2 separate regions of the Danio rerio genome follow, and region 2 is linked to region 1. Evidence: chromatin contacts called from public Hi-C data. All regions are on one chromosome and are shown on one strand. The core of a region is the stretch at or near the end of the contact, and the rest is flanking DNA. Distances in the headings are between cores, read along the strand shown.

Region 1 (6,247 bases), core at 1,000-3,499:
GGACATGGAATGTTTACTGGGAGCTGTTGTCCAGCTGCGGAAGTAGACAACAGTTGCAACATTTTGCCACAACGTTTCAAAGATACGTAAAATTTCAAAGAAAAGTACACTTGGCGGCCACTTTATTAGGTACACCTGTCCAACTGCTCTTTAACGCAAACATGGCCATGACCTAATGACATGGTCAAGACGATCTGCTGCAGTTCAAAGCGAGCATCAGAATGGGAAACAAAGGTGATTTAAGTGACTTTTAACGTGGCATGGTTGTTGGTGCCAGACGGGCTGCTCTAAGTATTTCAGAAACTGCTGATCTACTGGGATTTTCATGCACAACCATCTCTAGGGTTTACAGAGAATGGTCAGAAAAAGAGATAAATACCAGTGGGCGGCAGTTCTGTGGGCACAAATGACTTGTTGAAATACAATAGAGGTATGCAGAAGAGAATCTCTAAATGCACAACACGTCCAACCTTGAGGCAGATGAGATACAGCAGCAGAACATCAAAACGGTGCCACTCCTGTCAGCTAAGAACAGGAAACTGAGGCTACAATTTGCACAGGCTCACCAAAACTGGACGATAGATGATTGGACATTACCTGGTCTGATGAGTCTCGATTTCTGCTGCAACATTCGGATAACAGAGTCACCAGTGTGCCCATCTTCTGATGGCTACTTCCAGCAGCATAACGGGCCATGTCATAATGCGTGAATCCTCTCAGACTGGTCTCTTGAACGTGACAATGAGTTCACTGTACTCAATGGGCCTCCACAGTCGCCAGATCTCAGAGCACCTTTGGGATGTGTGGAACGGGAGATTTACATCATGGATGTGCAGCCGACAAATCTGCAGCAACTGTGTGATGCTATCATGCCAATATGGAGCTAAATCTCTGAGGAATATTTACAGTACCTTGTTGTATGTATGCCATGAAGAATTAAGGCAGTTCTGAAGGCAAAAGGGGATACAACCCAGTACGAGTAAGGTGTACCTAAGTGACAGTAATGACAGAATTGACTTATTAGGCAATCTGGATTAGTGTAGACGTAGCCTTAAACAATAAGCAGGCCCTTAGGAAATTTAAGAGCTCCCAATAAATACCTAGAAGTTTCAACATACTTTTCTATAATGTTTTGTATGGTGAGGGTCTAACAAATAGGTGGTGTCCCCCATCCCCCAATCATATATCAATAGAGCTATTAAACCAGATGAAGATTTAGTTTTAAAAACAAAATTGTTTATTTACTATTTTTTAGTTTGGAATGAATTGAATGTAGATATTGCATTAAAAATCTAGAAAAGAAGATTGAGTGATAAGAAAATAACAGCAAAATAAATAAAAACAAAATACATAGGGTGTATATTAGGCATGGGACGATAACCGTGTTTAAATACTGTGGTTTGGAAAAGTCAAGGTTTTAAAACCGTCAAAATTTTCTGCTAAAACTATCCCAAGGTATGAGTACGATTTTTTTTTATTTACGTTTAGTTTTTAGTTTTTAAGGACAACAGTATCTCCAGCAGAAAAGATATCCAAAGATGCCATTTTAAATGGTAAATCTGTGTTTTTGAAGCTAATGAAGACAGCAGAAGTCAATAATTTATTTGAAGAATCTCAGGGTTTCTGAAAGTTAAATTTAAGACTTTTTAAGACATTTTTAAGACCATTATAAATTAAAGTTTAGAATTATAAAGGACTAAAGGCTAAGGATTCTGTGAAACGGCTCAGACAGAAAAGATTTTTATTTGCTCTATCAAAAAAAATATATATATAAAATTATATATATATATATATATATATATATATATATATATATATATATATATATATATATATATATATAATTGCATACATTTAATTATATATTAATTATATATTAATATATTAAATATTACTTATTATATATTATTAATAACAATTTAATTTTTTTAAATTTCTTAGCAATATATTTAAAATATTGTATAAAAGCAAGCAAGCTGTACTTGTATCTATACACTATATTTATTCATTTTCTTTTAATTTATACATTTTTTACTACTACTACTACTATATATTGTGTGCACTGTTTTAATTATATATGTATGTTACTTTTTTATGTAAACTCTATAAATGCTTTGGCAATACATTTGCAATGCCAATACAGCAACTATTGAATTGAATTGATTAGAGAGAGAGAGAGAGAGAGAGAGAGAGAGAGAGAACAGGTTAAAAAACACATGACGCATGTCGGACAGCGTCAGCGAGGCATGCGTCATGGCGTCACTTCCCGTACCAATTGGCAGTTGCTGTTGCCGGAGCGCCATGTTAGTTCAAACAAAAGAAACAACTTAAATGCCTTAATAACAGTTCATGACAGGCTGGAAGACAATGGCGGAGTGTAACCTGCTTCTCAGCTTCTCTTAAGCCGGACATTTCCACAATGCCTTTGTAAGTATGTCGACGGAGCTCAAAGACAGTGTGTTGAAAAGCAAACGCGAGGTCCTGGGCCTTATGTCACGAATCGGTCGCAAACACGACACCCTAATCAAAACATTCGACGCAGCTGTGTAGTCGTTGGACTAGTTTTTGATGCATTCGTTTTGACAGCAAACATGTCATGAAGCATTGCTAATAACATGAATGAAGCAAAAACCGTCAGATGGAGAGGCTTAGCTCAGAGTAAGCGCTCCGGCTTATTTATATAGACTTTAAATCTGAAGCATTCAGAGGTTTGTGTACTTAGTTCAGATATGTAGTGCATATGTTGATGTGGGTCAGTCACCTTTTATACTAATACCCTTCACCGGAGCATTCAGGTGTAACGTTGTCTAGCGGCACAGATTTGAACGCATGGAGCTCTAGCGTTACATGATTTATATTTATCTTGACATTGCGTTTGCGCTCGCTAATTGCGCGAGACCTTGGGGGATAAACGCGAGCGGAGAGACATGACGTCATAAACTGATAGGCTGTTTTTCAATTTCAAGAACGCTGAGAACGTACTTGCGTTCTTGTGGAGACCGGTCCTGCCAGGTCTCCTCGGAAGAACGAACTCTGGAAAGCAGGAGAACAGAGAACGCGTCCTGTGAGAAATGAGATGCTGCGCTCTTCCTGATGGTCACGTGACCTTCACGCGTTTTTAATGGTAAATTATTTAAACATTACAGCATTCATACAACGATTTATTGTCTTTCCCCTTTTCAAAATATACACTATCAATAAAGGCTACAAATATACGTTGCACAATATAAATAAAACATATTTTAATACAAATTTCAGCAAACAAACACCCTTAATGTGTTTATGCCTTTATCAAGATGTCCATGGTGATGTTTATATTCACCGTTTCATTTAGGGAAGCTCCTGAGGCAAATAAATTATACCTCTGAACTTTAATAATAAATCTAAATATAATGCTGCGCTTCCCAACTCCAGTCGTAATGACTTCTAGAGCGAGATCGGTGCTCACGTCTGCATTGGTGTGTCATTGATATCAAGAACACATCCAGGAAGTTTCACGCGTCCTCTGTATTTGCGGTCTTGAGTATTGGAACTGAACTTACACAAGAACACGGGGACGCAAGATTGCTGAAGAACGCATATTGAGAAACAGCCAATGTTTACTTTGCTAGCGCATTGCTATTCTTTAGGTGGTATTGTCAACAAAAACCTCAGCTTTAATTCGATTGGAGAATGAAAAAGACACGACTGATGTAAAACGCAAGGTGCAGCAGGCGGTTAAACAAGGGCGCATAAGTAGCACGCGCAACGCTCGGTAGTAAATCAATCAAAAAAAAAATAGTTTCAGTACTACAGAATGTTTATAGCAAGTCTGACTTTTTTTTGTTGTTGTTCATTTATCTGCAGTCCAATTACCAGCCAGGTGCAAACTGCCCAGCCGACCCCAAAACATTATGGGATCACATCTCCTATCAGCTTGGCACCGCCTAAAGAGGCTGATCTGGTTCTCACGCGGAAGCTGACAGAGACTCTCCGACCTTTCGGCGTCTTTGAGGAGGAGCTGGAGCTGCAGCGCAGGTAAATAAGATGCACTTCAACAAATCAACTGTCTGTGGTTGCTCCACTTGAACAGCTAAAGGACGGGTGCTCAACCACGTTCCCGGAGATCTACCTACCTACAGAGTTCAGCTCCAATCCTAATCAAACACATACGAACCAATTACTTAGGATCTGAACTAGGGTTGTAACAATATACCGGTATGACGGTTTACCACGATTTGAACGTGCACGATTATCATACCATGAACAATTGCATATCAACGGTTTTAACCCTTAAAGACCGAGACAGCCGCCCGCGGCTAAAAATAAGTATTGCTCTTAAATGTTTAATAACTTTTGATCCGCTGATCCGATTCATACAATTCAAAGATTGGCATAAAGAAGAGAATCTCAGCTTTCCAGTGCTGCATCACATAACATTCGCAGACTTTCAGAGGCTCCGGAATCAGTGTGGTTACGTCATCAACATTTGACAACGCTGATTTGACAAAGAAACGCTCGTCACTGTGTCTCCGGACAAACCAGACATGATACATTGATGCATTGTCCCTCCTCCATGCCCAGATTGGTTCAAACTCGCTATATCACAACCAATAAGCATAGGTTTCGCTTTTGTTTGTGGACCAAGCTTTTTGAACAACACGGAATGAGAGATAGGCATACATTTATGCGCGGCTAAATAAAACGCAAAAAAAAAAAAAGTTTTGCATGAAATAATTCTCATACTAAGTACTTTTGCATGCACAGCAGCACAGAAACATGACAAAACAGTGACACAGCAAAGACGAACTGCTGCTCTTGCTGTTTTCAAAAGACGCAAATGAAGATGCAGCTGTTTGTCTGCATTTCAGACAACCATATCCAAATCCATATCGATAGACAACCATATCCATGCTGGCACATAAAACCTAAGGATGTTCCATATTGAATCTAGTTTCGTTATGTAACTATTCATAGTATAGTAAATATTTATATCTATTTTTTACTGAGGATTTGCACCATGTTTATTTGGACTTTATTTGGACTTTGACACATTATTTATTATTTTCTTATTTTTATTTGTTCATTGTAAGTGGTGTTGTTTATAGTAACTAAAAATATATTATTTGGAAAAAGTCAAATTTGCTTCACTGTTCTATTATTTTGTAACATTTGTAACATACCGTATACCGCGAAACCGTCAAACCGTGGTATTGTTTTAGACGATTATCATATCGTGAAAAATTCATACCGTTACAACCCTAATCTGAACAGCACCTGATAATCACAGGCTGGTCGGTAAATCGCTCCTGGGGTTCGTTCTTCGTACCTCACTTAAATGATCTAAAATGATTTGGCAGATCCTGGATCTTTTCATCTCGATAAGTGATCTCTCGCTAATTTGGTTCTTTAAACAAGTTCGCGAATCAGATTAGAATGTCTGGATGAACTGATCTGAGATCGCTGCGTGTGTTATGAAGGACAGATCTATCGATCCTCGAAATCATGATCAGCAATGCAACGATTGGCTGACAGCACAGCAGCGTAATGACATCATCTGATTAATATTCAATTATCCATGTGAGCAAAATTACATCAAATTCGCAGTAAACGGCTTGTTAAATATGACACGCAATAACCTTCCACATTTGTTGTGAGCTGCAGGCTTTACTCTTTCATGTGTCAAGAGTATTTATTATGTATTTCAGTGCATATCAATGTATTTAGTTCTACAGTTAAAAAAGATTTTCTTTAGTAGCCTTTTTTTTTTATCGCTGTATGGAATAACTGGATGTTTACAAAAGCATTTTGATATTGGTAAAGGCGTCTGCAACTTTTGTGAAGCATAACCACTGGCATATTAACTGCCAAAAGATCTTTATGTCTGCATTAATGTATTATTTCTTTTTTTAAAAAGTCACATATTCTGCATTTCTATTATCATACACAATTTGTACTAAAGCGATCTAAAAAGTTCATATCAATAAGTTTTCTCTTTGCACCACAAGGTGGCAGTCTTTGTACTTTCATTTCGAGGGTGCAGATTGCATAAGTCTTATTAATATATATATAACTTTATTTATTTTATTAATAACTATAACTTAATAACTCTCAGATCAGCTTTGAAGAACGAAACGATCCTGGATCGTGTCATCGTCATTATCCAAATCCAGCTAACTGAGTAATCCACGTACGAAGAACGGACCCCTGTTAATGATTTAGGCTTCACCAGATTGTTGTCTAAGGAGTTTGTGTGTGTGTCTGTGTA
Region 2 (6,247 bases), core at 2,205-4,704, 330 kb before region 1:
GCCCATGTGTTGATGATGCGGCTCACAGCGGATTGGTGGATTCTGAATCTGTGGGCCAAATCCCTCTGCATCAGGCCCAATGATAGGAAGGTCATGAACAGGAAAAACTCATCAATGGGTTGAAGAGACTGTGAAAATAAGACAAATCAGTTACAAAGTCAGAACTAGGTACAAAGGCAAAGAAGGTTTGACTGTAAAATAACAATGCATTATCTTAACCTCCTAGGGCTTAGTGGCCACATGCGTGGACAGCTCATTTCAGCTCTTAAGTGGCTATTTAAAATACTTTTTTTTAAAGATTTAGTTTTGGCCTTTATTAAGTGGATAGGACATTATTTTAGACAGGAAGCGAAGTGGGAGAGGGAGAGGGGTTGAGGACGGGAAATGTCCTTAAGCCGGGATTCGAACTCGGGACGCCCTGAAGTGCTACAGCACTATATGTCGACGAGCTATGTTTTGTATTTTGTTACTGCAGTTGAAGTGAGATTTTTTCAGGACACTTCTATACAGCTTAAAGTGACATTTAAAGGCTTAACCAGGTTAATTAGGGTAACTAGGCAGGTTAGGGTAATTAGGCAAGTTATTGTACAGGGTGGGCCATTTATATGGACACACCTTAATAAAATGGGAATGGTTGGTGATAACAATGTTCTGTTTGTGGCACATTAGTATATGTGAGGGGGCAAACTTTTCAAGATGGGTGGTGACCATGGTGGCCATTTTAAAGTCGGCCATCTTGGATCCAACTTTTGTTTTTTCAGTAGGAAGAGGGTCATGTGACGCATCAAACGTATTAGGAATTTCCCAAGAAAAACAATGGTGTGCTTGGTTTAACCGTAACTTTATTCTTTCATGAGTTATTTATTTATAAGTTCCTGACCACTTATAAGATTAGTTTTTTGTTATTTAATAGATATTTTATAGATAGTTTATAGATATTTCTATACAATTTTGAAATATATGTAGCATGTAAATGACATATTTCATTCCTCCGTGTACCACTAGAAGGAAGACTGCGTGCCACAGTTTGAGAACCACTGTTCTATACTGTACATAGTTTCTGTTCAGTGACAAGACTTTTGTCTAAGCAAAGTCAGATCTTACTGTCCTAATTAACTAATTAAAAATCAAAGCATGATTGTGTCTTATTTTGATAAAATAGGCGTAATCTAGAGGCCTTTGCCTTTCATATTAGTCCCTTCTGTTACCAAATGATCAACTAGAAGTTGAATTATTATTTGCCGTTCCTAAAACTTGAATAGGCGACAAGACTTTTGTCAGGTAGTGTACATTGCAGATCCGGCAATGTAATGTGGATGGGCACATTGCGATATCGATGTTGAAGCGATATATTGTGCAGCCCTAATATCAACTGATTTAAATGCAGATTAATACATTTACCGTTGCACCGGCAGTGTGAGGGAGCTCATCTATGTTGGCGGCAGCCCGTGCTCTGCTCATTTGCACAACCTTGCCAGCTGCTGGCTCAACCAACCTCCAAAAGGCCATTAGGTGGGCAAGAGTCGCAAACCTGTGGAACATATTAATATCGACAGTCTTGAGAAAGTTGTGTGAAATCAAAATTTACCGTAATTTGCTAGCGCACATTGTTATGGTGAACAATTAATCCATACAAGTTAATCCAAAAGGTTTGTTTTGTTAATCCTCAATCGAAGTCTGACTGTTTGCTTTCACATTTGGAGTGGCAGCCCTTCCCTGTTGACTTCAGTTTGATTGCTTCAGCTAAATTATTCTTAACCACGCCTCTCTTACTGTTAGTTTTGCTACGAGGGAATAATGTGCAAAAAGAAAGCCCCGATCCCACACTATATTTAGTTCCAGTTGGAAGTACATCAACATACTGAAATAAAAGCTTATGGTCAGGGCCGGAGCAAGCTGAACTGCCGCTCTAGGCTGAGGACGATTACGCTGCCCTCAATCCCAATGTGAAAACGAAAGTGACCGGTTATGTCACAAGTGAGGTGTCGCGGTCCTCTTTTCTGCCGCCCTATAAGCAGATATATCTGAGGAAAAAAAAGTATTGAAAAAAAAAAGTATTGAAAAATACTTATATACATAGAAACAAAAATAATAACTTAGTATACAATCAGACTACAGCGGGGGATCAGTACCAGAGAAAAATCATGAAATCTAACATTAAATCAAATATTTTGTTTTTAATTTGCATTAGAGACTTTTTCAAAGTTTCCATTTCTAATAAAAAGATATTACATTTTGGTGTAAATTTTGCAAATTTCTGTTCATGAATAACATATTTACCTTGTAAGATGTAGAAGTTAACAACAGACTCGAATGTTCTTTTTGTGTGTGGAAAAAGTGCAAATTACATGTTTTAAAGAGAGCCTGTCATTAACATTTCTTTGCCCAAATAGCACGTCTCTAGCATCATTCCAAAATTTAAGAGACATCACAGTTATACAAAAGATAGCTAATCCTCATGTATATTACAAAATGTGCAAGCATTATTAATATTCATGAATTTATATAAAGTAATTTACAAGGATTCATTTTGTGAAGTATTTTAAAGTCCACTCCTTTAACTTTATTTAAAAAAGGCTAAATTTAATGGGTATTGACCAGGTAGCATTCCAATTAATATCAATAATTTTTTTTATTCCAATAATATTTCCCTCTATGGGGATATATTGTGTTAAGACTGAAACAATTGTTTATTTTTTATTGTTATATGATGGAGAAAGTATGTCAAAACCGTACTGTTGACATCGTCAGCCTACCTGGTGTAAAACCTAATGTCATCATCGGATGCGGCGAACCTCTCCAAACAAAACCTGCTGCTCAGGGAAATCTCCTCTATGTGTTTTCGGAGACTCGCAATTTCCACAAGTAGATCCTCAGTGTGGTCTCGAGCTGCAGAGGTGGGGATGGAATCAAGGTGAGAAGTGTGAGCAATCGCATCCATAGAAGGGTCATCATCATCACTATGCAGTTGGTCTGTTTTTATCCTTTCCAAAACTGCAGGCTGTTCGGCTGGGGCGGTGAAGTTGTTCCAGTGAAAAAGCACCGGGATGGCTCCTTTCTCCAAACGCCTGTGTCCAACTGAAGTTAAAGGCTCGATCAGGTCGCTGCATTTGAAATGTCGGCTACACACCCGTTTCTTTGGGGTAACTTTAAAATTGTCCCGTCGAATATTAACCACCCACCTCTCCTGCGCATCTTTGTCTTTGGGAAACGTGTGGAAACTGAGGACTGAGTTGAACTTGGAAGATGCTGTACATTGCGGGACACAGCAGTGGAACTTGCTACTGCGCTCCCGTCTTTGAAACGTCGTTTTCGAACGCTTACACGTCATGGTTATGTACTCGACGCGAACATAAACACGCTTTACTAAATGAACAAAGTCCCTTTAAGGTATTCTATGGTCTTTGACATGAAGCATTAACACATTTAGTACGATCGGCGGAAGTAAACTAGTGTCCTTCTTCATCTTCTTCTTTAGGTTTTAACGGCAGCTGGCATCCTGTTTGTATCATTACTGCCCTCTTCTGTACTATTTTCCTCTTACTCCATCAGGAGAAAGTAATATTTGCTGGGTTATATTTAAAATTATGCTGTGAAACCCCACAAGATGGCAGTACTGCTTAAAAGTTAGCATTGTGTCATGTTCTGCGTTACACAAAAACAGCAAGCTGATTTTTACCAATATCTTTTACCGTTTTTGAACAGCAGATTGAAAAATGTCAAGTCATCTTTATTTCTGTAGCACGTGTGTCTAATAGTGGCTTCAAAGCAGCTTTAGAGAAAGGGCAGGATAAATAGTACAATATCCATACTGAAAAAAACAGCTTAAACCAGCCTAGGCTGGTTTTAGCTGGTCGACCAGGCTGGTCTCAGAGGGGTTTTGGCCACTTCCAGGATGGTTTCCAGCCATTTCCAGCCTGGTCTTAGCTGGTCAGGCTGGGAGATGACCAGCTAAAACCTTTAAATCGCTGTAATTCATTACACACGTGCACTGTTTTGAAACATTTCAAACTTGTGAAACTCACTCTTGATCACATTTGATGATGATTAATGATCCTAGCAAACTGAACAGACCTTTTATTTTGCGCACGTCCCGTCTTGTTGATATGATTATACACGTGACTACCGGGACATGTTAATACGCAGCTGTCAATCAATTCGCTGGGCAGGGGGACCGCACTCCTACATCAAGTTGCGGTCGGCCTGAAAACCGATCCAATTGGTCCACCGTTTTATATTGTTAAATTGAAAAAAAAAGGACTGGGTGTGTCTATATCACCCCAATATGACGGTCTATACACTATACCAACACATATGTGTGTCCAAACAGCTTGAAACGTTTTTTTTTCACCATAGGTGCACTTTTTGGGTGGTATAATAATATATAAAAAATAAAGTACAAACAGTCAATATTATTAGCCCCTGTAAAATTCTAGTTACAGACATCAAAACGTCTAGCATCTTGACTAATTAACTTGCATAGTTAACCTGTAGGTAAGCCTTCAAATTGCACTTTAATGATGAAAATCAACGTTTGTAGGCTGTTTGGAAAGGACTGTGTGCAGATATAGTCTGTCCACAGTCATATTGGAGTGATATAAACACAACAAGTCTTTTTAAAAAATTTCCTGACCATAAAATAGGACCCAAATCCTAGAGATTTTGAGGCCTATTGCAACGTGCTGTAGAAATGCAATTTTCCCTGCTCACTGAATTGATTGACAGGCACCATGTTTCTACAATAGCATGTTTACACACGGTCACAGAACATTTTTTGCCAATAAACTGGGATTCAAATATTTGTGCCAACTCTCTGTGATTTTTATAAGTTTTAAACGTTTTAAAAAAAGAACGTTTGTAATATAATAAAGTAAAATTGCTATTTAATTCTTAACCGCTATAATCACCACAGCCGCAAGGTGTCAGTAAACACTAACATTTGTGTGTGTACTGCAAATGGCATTTGTGTGAGACTCATCATTTCAGAAAGGCTTGAATAGACTCCACCACAAATACATGAAATAAACTTACTTGCTATTTTTGATGAGCTTTATTTCAGCTTAATTCATGTCTGACTATCACTGACTGCTGTTTATCTGAGGTAACGCATGATGAGAAGCAGACACGCACGTGGGAACAATAGACAGGGAGAAGCAGCACATTTACATTTAAAGCCTGGTTTATACTTTTGCGTCAAGTGACCGGCGTAACCCACGGCGCATGCAACGCTGTACATTCATACTTCAACGCGCTGGCTGCGTCCGAAACCGCATACTTCCATACTATATAGTACGCCAAAATCAGTATGCGAGCCGAGTAGTATGTCCGAATTCATAGAATTCGAAAATAAGTATACGAGAAATACCCGAATGACTTACTACTTCCGGCGAGATTCAGGAGTGCGCATCCCATGCATACTGCGCTATCCCATGATGCCCCGCGAGCGAATTCATGAATGGAAGTTAAGCGATGCAACTGATGCTGGTAGGTCACGTGGCCATGACAAAATGGCGGATGTAGTACGTCCAAATTCCATTCATACTTTTTACATTCATACTGGATAGAACGTACTTTTCTAACGGCCGAGTAGTACGTTTAAATTCAAATGCAGTACCTACTGAGTAGTAGGCGGTTTCGGACGCAGCTGCTGTCTCTGTTGGTCTGCATTAACACTTCCGAAATATAGTCTATAGTTGGCAGTGAGGTGTTTATGTTCCTCTGTGTCGAGTTTCTTCGCTGGTGTTTTGTTTTTCCTGAACACTTCTTGAATGTACAAGTGGCTCAAACTCACTCATTTTGAGACAGGAACCGGCAGACGTGCAACAACTTTAACTATGAGGTAAACACAAAACAAAACTTTCCATCCGGAGCTCCTTCACAGGACTCTACCATACCTGTCAAGCCTCCTGTTTTTCCCGGGATTCTCCTGTATTTTTACTGTTCTATCCCGCTATCATCCCGTAAAGGTATTTTCCCGTGTTTCTCCCTTATTTTCAGTCTCTCTCTAAACAGCCGAGCCTCCCTATACCGCTGAACCACCAGGGGTCGCCCCATGCTCTAAAACGTGAGTTTTTTAAAACGTGAGTCCCTTATTATGATGGGCATATCCCTTATTTTCACATTCCAATGTTGACAGGTATAGACTTCACACTTGTAAACAATCGCTCCATCGAGTTTGCACTGCTCGTGCGGCTCTCTGTCCCGCCCAGACTCGTCAGTGATACCAAGCCGACCAATCACAGAGCTT

The links. A called contact is a pair of places that touch in the nucleus more often than the background predicts.
Region 2: a contact with region 1 is called in a Hi-C map of hematopoietic stem cells, with 3 times the contacts expected there. The contact joins the promoter of si:dkey-60a16.1 here to the promoter of papola in region 1. A contact is called at or near these places in 1 of 18 Hi-C or Micro-C datasets (hematopoietic stem cells) and 1 of 4 datasets of contacts at active chromatin or transcription factors (embryo).

What each region holds. Positions count from the first base shown.
Region 1 is chr20:4,877,451-4,883,697 of GRCz12tu, reverse strand. It overlaps papola (poly(A) polymerase alpha), which reads left to right and starts at 2,249. Exons shown (of 23, transcript NM_205758.2): 1 at 2,249-2,427; 2 at 3,847-4,017. The coding sequence starts at 2,420. LOC141379521 (a long non-coding RNA gene) reads right to left here and starts at 2,829. Exons shown (of 5, transcript XR_012396329.1): 1 at 2,762-2,829; 2 at 912-990; 3 at 598-792.
Region 2 is chr20:5,213,648-5,219,894 of GRCz12tu, reverse strand. It overlaps si:dkey-60a16.1, which reads right to left and starts at 3,454. Exons shown (of 5, transcript XR_012396312.1): 1 at 3,183-3,454; 2 at 2,757-3,078; 3 at 1,402-1,531; 4 at 1-128.